Regions from separate parts of the Zea mays genome. Here region 1 is linked to region 2. The links are chromatin contacts, called in public Hi-C maps. All regions are on one chromosome and are shown on one strand. The core of a region is the stretch at or near the end of the contact, and the rest is flanking DNA. Distances in the headings are between cores, read along the strand shown.

Region 1 (7,081 bases), core at 258-2,757, 170 kb after region 2:
AAGAGATAACGCTTCTAAGGAGAATATGGAGAATATGTATATTTTTACTAACCTTGTGAATAGTAATATTTTACAGGTATACATATATCGTCACATCTATACTGCGCTACATTTCTTAATTAAATTAAACGTAGAAATATATAAATTTCTGACACAGGGTGCTTGGAGTTGGAGATCGCTGTATGCATGCAGCATAAGTCAGACCCAGTTGGTCGCCGCCGCCGGCGCTGCAGCCGCCCATGACGTAAGGCGTGAGAAAGGTCACCGCTCGTCTCTGACGTTCATGGCCGCCGGAGCCATCGCCCGTTCGATCTGCTGCTGCTCGTCGTTACTGGAAGTGGTAGCTCGTGGACTGGAGGTTCGAGAGTGGCACGACTTTCTCCGAGCCTCCGGTATTGTCCGCACCCGGAGCAGGCCTATGGGGATCCGGAAATAGCATGACGTCCTTGGAGCCACTGCCGTTGCTGGGACTCGGAGCGGGCTTGAGGAACAACAGCACGTCTTCATATCCCTCCATCTCCGCATCCTCGAGCAGCAGACCGGCGGCGACAGTGTTCTCCTCCTCCTCCTCGCACTCCACTCCCAGCACGGACGGACAAAGCAGCGGAGTAGTAGTGTCATCGATCGGCGATGCAGCTGGATCAGGCTGCTCGGCCGGGGAGGAGGTGGACGGCGGTGCTGGCTGCGGCTTGTTGCGCGTGGTGCCAGCGAGGGCGTTGCGATGGAGCGGGACGGGGTGGCTGTGCTCGCCGGTGTAGCCGACGATGAGGGTGGAGGGGTCGGTGCGGCAGCGCTCCACCTGCTTCCGCGCCCTGCAGTCCTTGTCGGTGCTGCACCGGTAGTATCCGCGCGGGTACGGCGACCCCTTGATCGGCTTCTGCCCGTACTTGCGCCACGCCCAGGGGTCCGGAGACGCGCCCACGGGCACCCGCGCCACCTCCTTCTTGCTCGTCTGGCTCTTCTTCTTTCTACGAAAATACGAATACAAGCGCGAGCTGAAGTCGTTTCCTTCCCTCCCAGGTAGGCAGGTACTGCCAGTATTTCGCGAGGAAATAATCGAAAAAAATAGAGATTTAGATGGGCCGCCGGCCGCCTACGGCGGGCTGATACATACTTTCTCTTCGAACGTGTCGGTCCGCCAACGCCGTTATTACTGCGGTAGGGAGTTCGTGGTCGTTTGGCCGGCGGCGGCGCTTCGTTGTTTCTTGGCTGCGGCGTGGCGAGGCCGAGGAAGGCCTGCTGCAGGCACAAGTCGTCGACGCCGACGGCAGGGCCGGTCGGGAGCTGCTGCGGCGCCGCGGCGTCCGTCACCTCGTCCTTCGTCTGTGACTGCGGCGGCGGCAGCAGGCAGGATGAGAATGGTTCGTCCGAGGCCCGCAGCGGCGAGCTAGTAGTGACGCGGCTGCCACCACCACTGCAGCTGGCGAAGCGCACCACGGCGTGTAGGTCCCAGTCGTTGCTGCTGCTACCACAGCACCAGCGCAGATCGGCGGCCTCCATAGCTCAGCTCTCTTGAGTTCGTGGCCCAATGGAGGTAGGGGAGAGAGCTAGCGGACGTTGACTTGCAACGGGTGGGGTGGGGCGGGGGTGGTTGGGTTGTACGGAGTACGGACGGTACGACAGCTAGAACCAACTTTAAAAGGATTAACAGGGTGGCCGGTGGCGGCCAGGCATGCGTTTCAGCGTTTTGGTTGAAAATGTCAAAGAGCCGGGAGGGAGAAAAGTAGAAAACCAGGGTGCTAGTAAAGATAAATAGAGTTCGTTTCTTTTTAGTGGAGTCAGTATTGAGAGCCATCTGCGAGGAGGAGCTTGAATTTTTCGGACACCCTTGCCTGCAAATGCAAGAGCTACCTTGGACATTTCACCTTGCGTTCAAGATTGGCGCGACGACGGAGAGGTAGCTGGTGAATAAAATAACGAACAGGTGAAGAAATATTGCATCAAGATTGGTGTTACATGGCAAGGAGGCCGGGAGAGAAGTCAATGGTCAAGATAGTCTATACAGCCACAGATACGTGAGGCCTTGCCGCCTTGCCTTTCCCCTCTGCCAAGAGTCCAGGACCAATCTAGCGAGTAGTAGAACAAATATGTAATGAACATATATAATTATACATCATTTGTTGATTTAGTCACAATATAAATAGCGAAATATATGAGGAATCTGGATTTCATCTCTTTGTTGAATGCTGCTTCACCAAACGCATTTGGGCTGAGTTGAGCATGTGGGCTTCAAGTGCTGAGATCCACTATTCCGCCTGACATGCAGCAGTGGTGGTCGAATCTTGCGGCATCTGCAATAAGAGATAAGAAGTGCTTACGTACCCTCACCATTCTCGTCTCTGGGAGGATTTGGTATGCGATAAACTCGCGAATTTTTGAAAAAAAAAGGGACAACCCTACAACAGACTCTCGCAAAGATCAAAGAGGAGGCCTGTTGGTGGATTCGAGGAGGGGCAAAACATTTAGCCAATATGGTATAACTTTGTGTTTTTGATGCATGGCGACCACGCCTCTGTTTTTAGTGCCTTTTCCGTTTTTTTTTTGTTGAGATTTACTATTTGTAGTATCTCTGGGCGCCCATCCCCTTTTTAATATGAAAGGCAACTCTCTTGCCAATTTCAAATTTTTTTTAGCAAAATAGATGTATAAACTAAAGCTAATCTGACTATCTGAGCTTGCTTTACGCTCACCTTTGCTTTTGGCCTCGTAGAGGACCATAAGCACTATCTACCGTACGCTAACCACGTGTGATCTCAGACACCAAGGATCACCCACATGCATCGGGTCCATAGACACGTGGTTCACCGAGCACAAAAGGGACGGTCCATGGTGCGCCAAACGACAGTCCATAACGGAGTGAATCCAGCCCACGGACTAGACCTAAGTTTCTAATTCAACCCATAACATGATTTCACTTTCCCTTGGCATATGTACGGACGACCTAATAACCTGACGTATGTCACTTGTCCGCCAAGCTAGCTCAGTCGATTTTGTCAGTTGACTATTGAAGATCACCTATCAGCCTAGCTATATATATCTTTGTGCCCACGTGGCATTACTAGGGACATATTAACATGGAACCACCGGAGGATGACATGTGTCATCCTTTAGACATAAAATGTGTTATTTATGTTCAAAAGTAGGAAAGGCTATTGATCATTGGAAACTCATAACTAATACGTGTTGACTCTAAAAAAAGGTCTCACATAGGATTTTTTTTCAAAAACCATTGAACTCCATGCGATGTTGCTATGCTTGAGTGCATCTACATCTTACAATATTTTTATAGATTTTTGTTTGTATGTGTTATACATAATTGTATTTCTTAACACTCTATTAATTGTTTCCCATATGCCTTCAACACCAGAGGAGGACCCAACAGACCCTGAGTATATAGAGAACCAGGGTGGCCGGTGGCGGTCAGGCATGCGTTTTGGTTGAAAATGTCAAAGAGCCGGGAGGGAGAAAAGTAGAAAACCAGGGTGGTAGTAAAGATAAATAGAGTTCGTTTCTTTTTAGTGGAGTCAGTATTGCCTGCAAATGCAAGAGCTAGCTATCTTGGACATTTCACCTTGCGTTCAAGATTGGCGCGACGACGGAGATGTAGCATAGCAGGTGAATAAAATAACGAACAGGTGAAGAAATATTGCATCAAGATTGGTGTTGCATGGCAAGGAGGGGAGAGAAGTCAATGGTCAAGATAGTCTATACAGCCACGGATACGTGAGGCCTTGCCTTTCCCCTTCTGCCAAGAGTCCAGGACCAATCTAGAACAAATATGTAATGAACATATATAATTATATATCATATGTTGATTAAGTGACAATATAAATAGCAAATTAGATATATATATATATATTATATAAACTAAAGCTAACCTGAGCTTGCTTTACGCTCACCTTTGCTTTTGGCCTCATAGAGAGAGGACCATAAGCACTATCCACCGTACGTTAACCACGTGTGATCTCAGACACCAAGGATCAGCCACATGCATTGGGTCCATAGACACATGGTTCACCGAGCAGCGAGCACAAAAGGGACGGTCCATGGTGTGCCAAAAAACAGTCCATAATGGCATAACGGAGTGAATCCAGCCCATAGACTCGACCTAACCTAAGTTTCTAATCCAACCCATAACATGATTTCACTTTCCCTTGGCATATGTACGGACGACCTAATAAACCTGACGTATTGCACTTGTCTGCCAAGCTAGCTCAGTCGATGTTGTCAGTTGACTATTGAAGATCACCAATCAGCCTAGCTATATATATCTTTGTGCCCACGTGGCATTACTAGGGACATAGTAACATGGAACCACCGGAGGATGACATGTGTCATCCTTTAGACATAAAATGTGTTATTTATGTCCAAAAGTACGTAGGAAAGGCTATTAATCATTGGAAACTCATAACTAATACGTGTTAACTCTAAAAAGTCTCACATAGGATTTTTTTTTTTCAAAAACCCTCCATGCGATGTTGCTATGCTTGAGTGCATTTATATCTTACAATATTTTTATAGATTTTTGTTTGTATGTGTTATACATAATAATTGTATTTCTTAACACGCTATTGTTTCCCATGCCTTCAACACCAGAGGAGGACCCAACAGAGTATGAGTATATAGAGAGCTTGGGTGATGACCTCAATGAAAATGAAGGTGTAATATTCCACCCACTTGTAGAATCCTATTAGGCTTGCAACTAGACGTTCTAGCACTTATTTTTGTCTTAGCATATATACTCGCAATTAGGCTTAGCATGCTTTACTTACATACACATGCTACTTTTATTGTATTAATAGACCATGGACCATGTGATATGATGATTGTGTAGTGTAGATTTGATTGTGCGTAGATTATACACTTGGATGATGAGATATGGTTGTATGTCATTGAGGGACATCTAGCATGCATCTTTGGTGCGTGGTAAGGGTGTATATCATATTGGGTAGAATAGTGTGGCTTATGGCGTATTTGGTTGGAGGCTTGGCACGCACATGCCTACCAAACAAAAAAATTCTTCCCAATGCCAAAATCGGATGCCTAGGAAGCCTACCTAGCCTAGGTAGCTTTTTGAAGAGTTCAACCAAACATTCCCTTAGTCTTCAAATGATGCCAAGTCATCAAAGTGTTACCTAAGAATTTTCTAAGAGTACATTTGATGGGTACGAGTGATAGAGGAGACCTTTGGGAACAATGTTATTATGTGTGGGCATGTTTTAGGGTAGGAGATGCTTATAGTAGGCACAAAAAAGTTGAGTTTCCCTTAGAGATGTATCACCTAGGTCACTTAAGAACCGAATTAACTTAACAAGTTCATAGGACTTCTCACATAAACACCACATGCTCCAAGGCAATGACGACAAGAAATTACACATGTGGAGATGGTGTAGACGTTGTTGGCCAAGCGAGATGGTGTTGACCAAGTAGATCAAGTGTGTGAGGACTTAGTTATCAAGCGGTCAAGAGTGAGCGATGACAAGCGTCGAGATCATGAAGGAAGAATAGCTGAAACATGACTCTAGCTCACTATTTTCAAATCATCTGATTAATCACCGATTATGTGGTTAATCGACTTATTGATCTGACACATCTGATTAGGGGTAGCGACTCAACTAGCACTATCAGATATTCGATCGTCCAACTAATCATCGTCTAGTCGTGATTACTTGTTTGATTCGAACATGGACGGTCAAGTATTCATGTTGATATTATGGGTTCTTGGGATTTTTTGGTATAATTATATTTTTTTTTCTAAATGAGGCTAGACCTAAAGTAGTTGTAGCTTGTTCCATATTACTAAAGCCTACCAGACTTAAAGCAAGTCTCATACGGAGCCACCCTTGCTTTGTCTCCTCCAGTTCTCCCATTCTCTATAGACCACCGCCATCGTGCCTGCTTCTCCTTGGTACACTGCTACACTCTGGTTCATTAGCAGCACGCTCCACCAGTAAGCCCTCTCTGTCCATAGCTCTGCCAGTTCATACTATAGACTCCACTAGAGTTTCATTATGATTCTTTCAAGAAACAACGAGCTCTCACGTTAAATTTATCGTTCCCTTTGTGAAAGTTGCCTTGAGGAAAGTGGATAGGCGAAAACTGAAATTTACAACTTTCAACACACTACAAGCCGGGGTTAGCGTTAGAACAAATGTGAAGTCCGGGAGAGAGGGGGAAAACAAATCAACTAAGAAATAAAGCGGATGACACAGTGATTTGTTTTACCGAGGTTCGGTTCTAAAGAACCTAGTCCCCGTTGAGGTGGTCACAAAGATCGGGTCTCTTTCAATCCTTTCCCTCTCTCAAACGGTCACTTAGACCGAGTGAGGCTTCTTCCTTAATCTCATGGGTCACTTAGACCTCGCAAGGATCACCACACAATTGGTGTCTCTTGCCTCGCTTACAAAGCACTTGAGAGTAAGAAGTGAGAAAGAAAAGAAAGCCAAGCCAAGCAAACAAGAGCAACAAAGAAACACAAATGATCCTCTCACAAGTCCTAATGCGCTAGAGTTGAATTGGAGACTTTGAGCGGATTGATCACTTGAATTATGTCTTTGGAGTGAAGTCTATTGCTCTTGTATTGAATGCACTGTGTTGAATGCTTGGTTGGTTGGAGTGGAGGTAGTTGAGGGGTATTTATAGCCCTCAACCTCCAATTCAACCGTTGGGGGTGGCTGTTGTCGATGGGCGCACCGGACAGTCCGGTGCGCCAGCCACGTCACCCAACCGTTAGGGTTCTGACGCAGTCGACCGTTGGAGCGCTAACTTCTGGTGGCACTGGACAGTCCGGTGCCGCACCGGACAGGTACTGTGCACTGTCCGGTGCACCTCTAACTTCTGTTCTGACTTCTTCCGCATACTGTAGCGTTGTCAGGGGCACTGTGCAGTCGATCGTTGCGCTGGAGAGTCGTTGCTCCACTGGTGCACCGGACAGTCCGGTGGCACATCGGACAGTCTGCTGAATTATAGTGGAGCGACGCTGGAGAAACCCGAAGGTGGCTAGTTCAGACTTGTACGGTCCTGGTGCACCGGACACTGTCCAGTGGCACACCGGACAGTCCGGTGTGCCAGACCAGGGTAC
Region 2 (6,756 bases), core at 1,796-4,295:
GCTCAATGGTTCGTGCAAGGTGCACGAGAAACAGTAGACAATGGTGTACAGGTTCGGGCCGCTTTGAGATGCATAACACCCTACGTCCTGGCGAGAATGCTTTATGTGGTGGATTACAAGGGAGCTCTCTAATGTTGGGAACGTAGAGAGTCGGGGTGGATGGCTGAGTAGTGAGATCGATCGTTCTGAAGGGGTGCCCCCTAGGCCTTATATATTCGACCGTGGGGCAGTACATGCAGATATGATGACAATGCGCACCTAAAAAATAGTGAACTGATTGAGTCTATCTTCCTATAGCTCTGCCGACTCATCCTCGCTTGGTTCCGTTGTACGGGGCTCCAGCGCGGGAAAGTCGGGTCTCTGTTGTGGTTACTTGCTCGACGTTGTTGGGCCGTCTGGGCTCGCACCGATCCGGCCTTGTGTCGATCTGCTTCACTGGTCATTCCTCTCCAGGCCCACGAAGGGATGACCTTACGATTTATTGGGCCCTCGAGCCTTTCGTGAGGTCTTTTATCCTTCTGGTGGACCCGGGGGATATCTGTCCCCCACACAACCCCAACCCTAACGCCGCCACACCCACTGCACCCCTTCCCCTGTCGCGCCGCCATCAGAGTGAGTCGCCCGAGAACCGCACGACTGGCGAGGAGGGCGGCGACGAGGCTTTAGTCCCTTCCTGAAGTCGGGAGGCATGTTGTGGCCCGGCTATGGCTTCGACTCCGCCGTGGCCATGTCGGCGCGCACGGCGAGGTGGTGCATGTTGGTGCTGCCCGCGGATTCGTCGGTGACATGCACACACGCAAGGTCAGCGGCCTTCGCGTGCCAACCGTTCGAGGTGCTGGCAGGCTGGTCCTAGAGCCAACACATGAACCCGGCACCGTCGACGAAGGCCACGGGAAGGCGGTGCTCGAGGGCCAGGCGGTGACCCCCGAATTTGGTGGCATGGTGGTGCGAGTCGGCGACTCATCGTGGCAGATCCATGAGGGCTGTGTCAGCTGGGGTGGAGTTCGGCGCTGGGGCGACTTTCGAGGATAGCGTCTGGCCTGTTTTTGCCTAAGCAAGAGGAGGGAAGACCGCTGTGGGTTGTAGATCCATAGGGAGGAGCCCAGCTGGGGGTGATTCCTCGGGGGCCGCGGCAGTCGGGGTGGAGTTTGGTGATGGTGTGGCTTCTAGGGACGGAGTGGTGCCCGACGCTGGCGTGCGGCTGTCGGGGATGGGCGTCGTTCTGCGGAGCTAGCCCTGATGCCACGACGATGCTCATGGCTGGCCGTTTTTGCCTGAGCAAGGGCCGGGGCAGCCGCGACGGGTTGAGTGGAGATGTCTAGTGGCACGGCGGGATGCGCCGCAGGGTGACACGGTTGACCGGAATGGCAGTGGCGGGACCTCCTTTCGTCTGCTGCAGTAACGACCAGTGGATCGAGCTAGCACATGGTGGTGGCGGCGACAGGGTGCCTGACAACAGCTGGTTGTGGTGGCTGTGTGTGCTAGAGCTTACGGCGGCAACCGACATCGGCTCTGGTGCGCCAGTGTGATGCACGCGACAAGATATTGTCTGGTTCTGTGTGCCCAGCCGGAGGGGTGGTGGATGACACGGCTTTGCGGCTGCTGCGGCAGCCGGCGCGTCGATGCCCCTCTAGAGGGGTTTGTGCGGGATGTCAAGGCGACGGTGCATCTTGGCGTGTTGATGTGCTGGGGGCATCTTGGGCGAAAGCCTCGACGACGGTGACATATGTGGGTGCCGCATCCCTGTCGAGGGTGTCGCATCCTCCAGCAATGTCTTCCTTGGGCGAAAGCCCGATGCATATCGGACACACGACAGTGTCATCCCCGACGTCACTACCTTCTTGAAGGCGTCGCATTGATGTTCGTATCGACCACGACATCCCCTTTCGGTTGTTGCTTTCGCTTCTCGCCGTCTAGTATGTGGGTCAAGGTGGGTTTTTGCAACATGAAGTCGAAGCTGCTACATCAAGGGATGTGACTCGACAACGATGACAGGTGGCGAACCCCCCCTTCTTTGTGGACTTGATTGTTTCATAGGTTGGGCAATTGCCTGGGGTGGGACGGAGGATTGAGCTCGTTGGTGTAGAATCAGAGCTACCTCACATAGGATGTGTTGAGGCTTCGCAACGACGACGCACCGCGATCTTGCTCCTTTTGTGTTGGTGTTTGGGTGTAGGCATCATCGTGTTTTCTTTGGCCGTGTGCGGCCCGTCTTGCGGAGTCGAAGCTGCTTGTCCCTTGTGTCGAGCTCAGCAACGATGACTATGGATGGGTTGTATGTGGGAGCTGACGTTGCCTGGCCTGTTTGTGCACTCTGCATAGGTTTCAGGCTCGATTTTTCTTAAAATTGAGTCAATTATATTCTTTTTTTAATTAAAAGGTAGAGCTCCTGCCATTACGTTCAAATGCTAGATCAAGCTAAAAGCACTAGTTTCACTTATGTCACTCTCTCAGTCTATTCAATCTAGTATACGAGAAGTATGGAAAACTGTTCTACCAAATGCTTTTATATAACAACTTCAACCTAGCTATTTATTAGGCTAAAGAAATAAATTCACGTTCGCTTGGCTTTAATCCGTACTGGCTTTTATTATTGTTTTATCTCTATAGATTACAGTTGCAGCAGTAAGAACACCTGATTTTAATCTAAAGTATTCTAATAATAATACAGAATTATACTAAACAAGACCTGATTCCTGATTCTTAAGCCTGGTTGGTTTACGTTGATATAGCAACAGCACTATTCCGGCCGCTGCATCAAAATTTAAATCAAGACGCACGGCACTTTCATCGAACAATGAGAGGCAGCTCTGGCTGGTGACGAGAGACACGATCACACGAACGCGACAAGTCGACCTCGCTCTCCTCACTTCCTCACTCTATGGCATCGGCAAGTCTCACCTTCGCGCTTCGCGGCACCTTCCTGACTTCGGTGCTCCCACCTCTCATTTCCCGCGAGCACACTGTGCAACGCCGGCCCGGCCCAGCCCGGCACACATTGCGTCTGTCTCTATATAAGAATGGCGGACGCTAGCGAGCAACTCTGCCCAAACCGCACCAACGGCCAACGCACAAAAAACCATTCTCAGCCTCCTCTCCTACTCGAGCAGCTAGCCCAGTCAATCATTCTGCTTGGATTGGATCCACCTTGTCTCTGAAAATAGCTTCGAGACCTTAGCGCCCAAGAAACGGTGACCGACCGTCCCTGCGCTAGTAGCAACAGCAACAATGGCGGCGAAGCACCTCCACGACGGGTACGAGCAGGACGGCGACCAGCCCGGCGACAACCGCATGCGCCGCCTGCCGTCCTTGTCGACGTACGGGAGCCGCGTGCCTTCTTTCTTTCATCTCCCGAGCTGGCTCTCGCTCTTGCTCCCCCTCTGTTTTCGTTAATGGCCGCTCGATCGGACTGACTGTTCGCGATCCACGAATTGCAGGGTGATTCGGGAGGCGATGATGCAGAAGGAGATGCAGAACCTGCTCAGGTGTCTGGAGCCTCTCATCCGCCGAGTGGTAAGCGACGGCCGGCCGACCGGCCGGCTCGATTCCCATTTCTTCCTGCGAGCGAAGCAAGCAGGCGTCGTGACCGGCTCCGTGTCTCGTGGTCACCGTTGGTGGCTTGGTGCAGGTGCAAGAGGAGGTCGAGGCAGGGCTCAGGCTCATGCAGAGCCTGCGCTACATCGAGAGGGCGCCGGCGGAGACGCCGGCGGCGGAACGGGCGGCGTGGAAGCTGGCGTTCCGGACGCCGCCGCAGCTGCCGATCTTCACGGGCAGCAAGATCGAGGGCGAGGCCGGGAGGCCGCTGGAGGTGGTCCTCGTGGACGCGTGCACCGGCTCGCCCGCCGCGCCCCCGGTCCCGCGGGCGCTGCGCGTGGAGCTGGTCCCGGTGTTGGGCGACTTCCCGCCGGACGGGCGCGAGGACTGGGCCGCGGACGAGTTGGAGAGGAGCGTCGTGAGGGAGCGCGAGGGCAGGCGCCCGCTCCTGACCGGCGACGTCGGTCTCACCCTGAGGGACGGGCGCGCCACGGTGGGCGAGCTCCGGTTCACGGACAACTCGTCCTGGGTCCGCAGCCGCAGGTTCCGCATCGCCGCCCGCGCGGCCTGCGGCGGCGGCGGCGGCGGCGGCGCGCGGGTCCAGGAGGCCGTGACGGAGGCCTTCGTGGTCAAGGACCACAGGGGCGAGCGGTGCCGCAAGCACTACCCGCCCGCCCTCACGGACGACGTGTGGAGGCTGGAGAAGATCCGCATGGGAGGCGCGTTCCACACGAGGCTGATGTGCCGCAACGTCGGCACCGTGCAGGAGTTCGTCCGGATGCTCATGGTGAACCCCGACGAGCTTCGCGCGGTGAGTTTGCATGCGTTCAGAACGCAGCTTGGCGTCCATTTTCATTTCATTTCATCAACCGTGCTAGCTTGTAGTAGTAAGTAACTACTGCAGTGCTATTGATTGTGGGTTTCTGTGGGGGAGGAGGGGTCAGATTCTGGGCGACGGCATGAGAGACCGCATGTGGGAGGCGGCGACGAGGCACGCCAGGACCTGCGCCCCCGACGGCAAGGTGTACGCGCACGCCACGCCGCACGGCACCATCTTCGTGGACTCCATCTTCAACGTCGTGAGGGTCGACGTCGGCGGCGTCGAGTGGCCGCTGCAGCAGCTGAACAGGGGCCAGACGGTGAGTCCTCCGCCAGCGCCATCTCAGAACAGAAGGTCAGATGAGCATGAGCTCCCATTGGTTTTGTTCGTTCTGACATGTACTCTCGTTCCGGCTCCGGCAGATGATGGTGCAGCAGATGCTGCAGGACGCGTACGAGCACCGCCACAGCCTCCAGGACGCGGCCGAGGAGGCCTTCATGCTCGACGGCCACACCGACACCAACGCTCCGCTGCTGCAGAGTAAAAGTGTCCCAACCAACTTTCCTTTCTAGTTGCAGACGGTTAGGAGTTCCGCCTGACCGCCTCGATTATTCCCCTGCTCTAACACCTTGTGCACGGGCGACCTGCAGACGCAGCGCACGTCGCGGCGCCGGCGCCGGTGGACACACCGCTCTGGTTCCAGAACGCCGCGGAGATGGACTTCCCCGACGACGACGACGACGACGACGTGGTTCCCGTTCCCCAGGTCAACAGCTTCGGCTACCAGTGGACTGGCCAAGCGTTCCACATGTGCGCTGGATGGGTAAGCCCCGAAGAAGACATGAACGAGGAACTCGAGTGAAGATCGCTAGCAAGGTTCCAGCAACAGGATGAACATTAAAAAAAAACTACAACGTGGTTGTATGTCCACGACCAGGATCATGTGTGTGAGTGTGTCTGTGTGTGTTCATGTAACAGCAGGGTCTAAGGGTAGGTGAGTTCGAGCTGCCCTTCACTGCATCGCCGGACGCGCCGCCGAGCGTCCGCGAGCAGCGAGAAGCGGCGAGCGAGCTAGTGCAGGATTCTTTGGTTTGATTCGTATTCTTTGTTGTAATTGTAATCTCTCAGTTTTCCCGTTCAGCCTGGTCGTGGAGCGTCCTGCTCTGCTCCTGCTCCTGCTCCCAAAGATGAGTTGAGTTGCATGTAAATGTAACGTCGGAGCAGCGACGCGTGGGGCTGGCTGGTATATGCCTACAACTACAAGGGCTAGCAGCAGAACTAGTTGAGTAAACATATACTAGTTCTGATTTCTTCTTTGATATTTTTTCAAAACTTTTTTTTTTGTGTCCTGTAAACACCAAGGTCGCAATAAAGAAATGAAACCGCCTTTTTTTTACATAAACACGAATGTTCGAGGACTCTTGGTCTTTGTTGTGTCTCAAAAGTTAAACTATGGCCCTCTTTGGCAGGCTCCTAACGACTTCGGCTCTAGCTTCTCTGGCTTCTTGGCTTCTTTAGAGGAGTCAGAGCTGTTTTGTAATTCATTTGGCAAAACAGCTTCTCACGAGGCGACGGTGGCAGACACTATAATTTCATGAAATATTATTGTGTGTCGGATAGAAGGAGCCGTTAGAAGTTTGTTTTCTCGTGCTTCGGCTCCCAATAGCAAAACGGCTCTGGCTCTTTGATGACTCTCGGTGAGGAGCCATTTTTTTAAGACCGTTTGGTACGGCTTCACGAAGAGCGAGAAAAAAGAGCCACCGAGAGAGCCCTGCCAAAGGGGGCCTATAGCGCTGTGTCGGAGCAACTCTAGTAGAATCCCTTAAATCAGAGCGCTGCTTATTTTTAAGGTCTCTATTTTTTCTGTCTATTCTGTTGTGTCCAAGTTTTTAAGATAATGTTTAGTTTCATAGTGTATTAGAATGGAGCCGTTCTATTCCAACGTTGAGGATGTTCGATTCGATTCTAAGTTAAACGAAGCTGCTCTAACTTAGAAATATTCTTTGTAGCTGTTGAATTTGGCGGCTCCCTAAAATCGATAACCGTGGCGACTCACGAGCGACACGCTCTTGTTCCATTTACGTACAACGCTTCTCCTCTTCTCCCTCCCCTGCCTCCGCCATGGCCACACAATTGTCTAGTTGCTTCCTCCCATTTTGAATCTGATCTGCCTCGCTATTCCCATCGCCTCCTCACTCTCCTGCCTCCACTCCCTAGTCGTCGCGCCTCTTTCGAGTAGCCATGAACGAAGCCTTCACACGTGCAGCGGACGATGACCTAAAGCTCATCAAGCGTCTGGTCTTTCCCGGAGAGGGCAGGATGCCCCCGTCGCGCTTGCACCTGGCAATGGAGCGGGACAACCCTATCACGGCGCTGTAGCCGCTTATGTCGATGGCGCCCAT

The links. Hi-C and Micro-C count contacts between places; a contact is called where the count stands out from the background.
Region 1: a contact with region 2 is called in a Hi-C map of bundle sheath, with 2.6 times the contacts expected there. The contact joins the promoter of LOC107457600 here to the promoter of LOC103634803 in region 2. A contact is called at or near these places in 3 of 25 Hi-C or Micro-C datasets (bundle sheath, ear and leaf).

What each region holds. Positions count from the first base shown.
Region 1 is chr8:13,508,563-13,515,643 of Zm-B73-REFERENCE-NAM-5.0, forward strand. It overlaps LOC107457600 (Putative WRKY DNA-binding domain superfamily protein), which reads right to left and starts at 1,508. Exons shown (of 2, transcript NM_001321638.1): 1 at 1,115-1,508; 2 at 254-968. The coding sequence starts at 1,500. The coding sequence ends at 329.
Region 2 is chr8:13,332,285-13,339,040 of Zm-B73-REFERENCE-NAM-5.0, forward strand. LOC103634803 (protein SAR DEFICIENT 1) reads left to right here and starts at 3,046. Exons shown (of 6, transcript XM_008657393.2): 1 at 3,046-3,317; 2 at 3,438-3,513; 3 at 3,629-4,345; 4 at 4,479-4,673; 5 at 4,777-4,894; 6 at 5,005-5,707. The coding sequence starts at 3,229. The coding sequence ends at 5,216.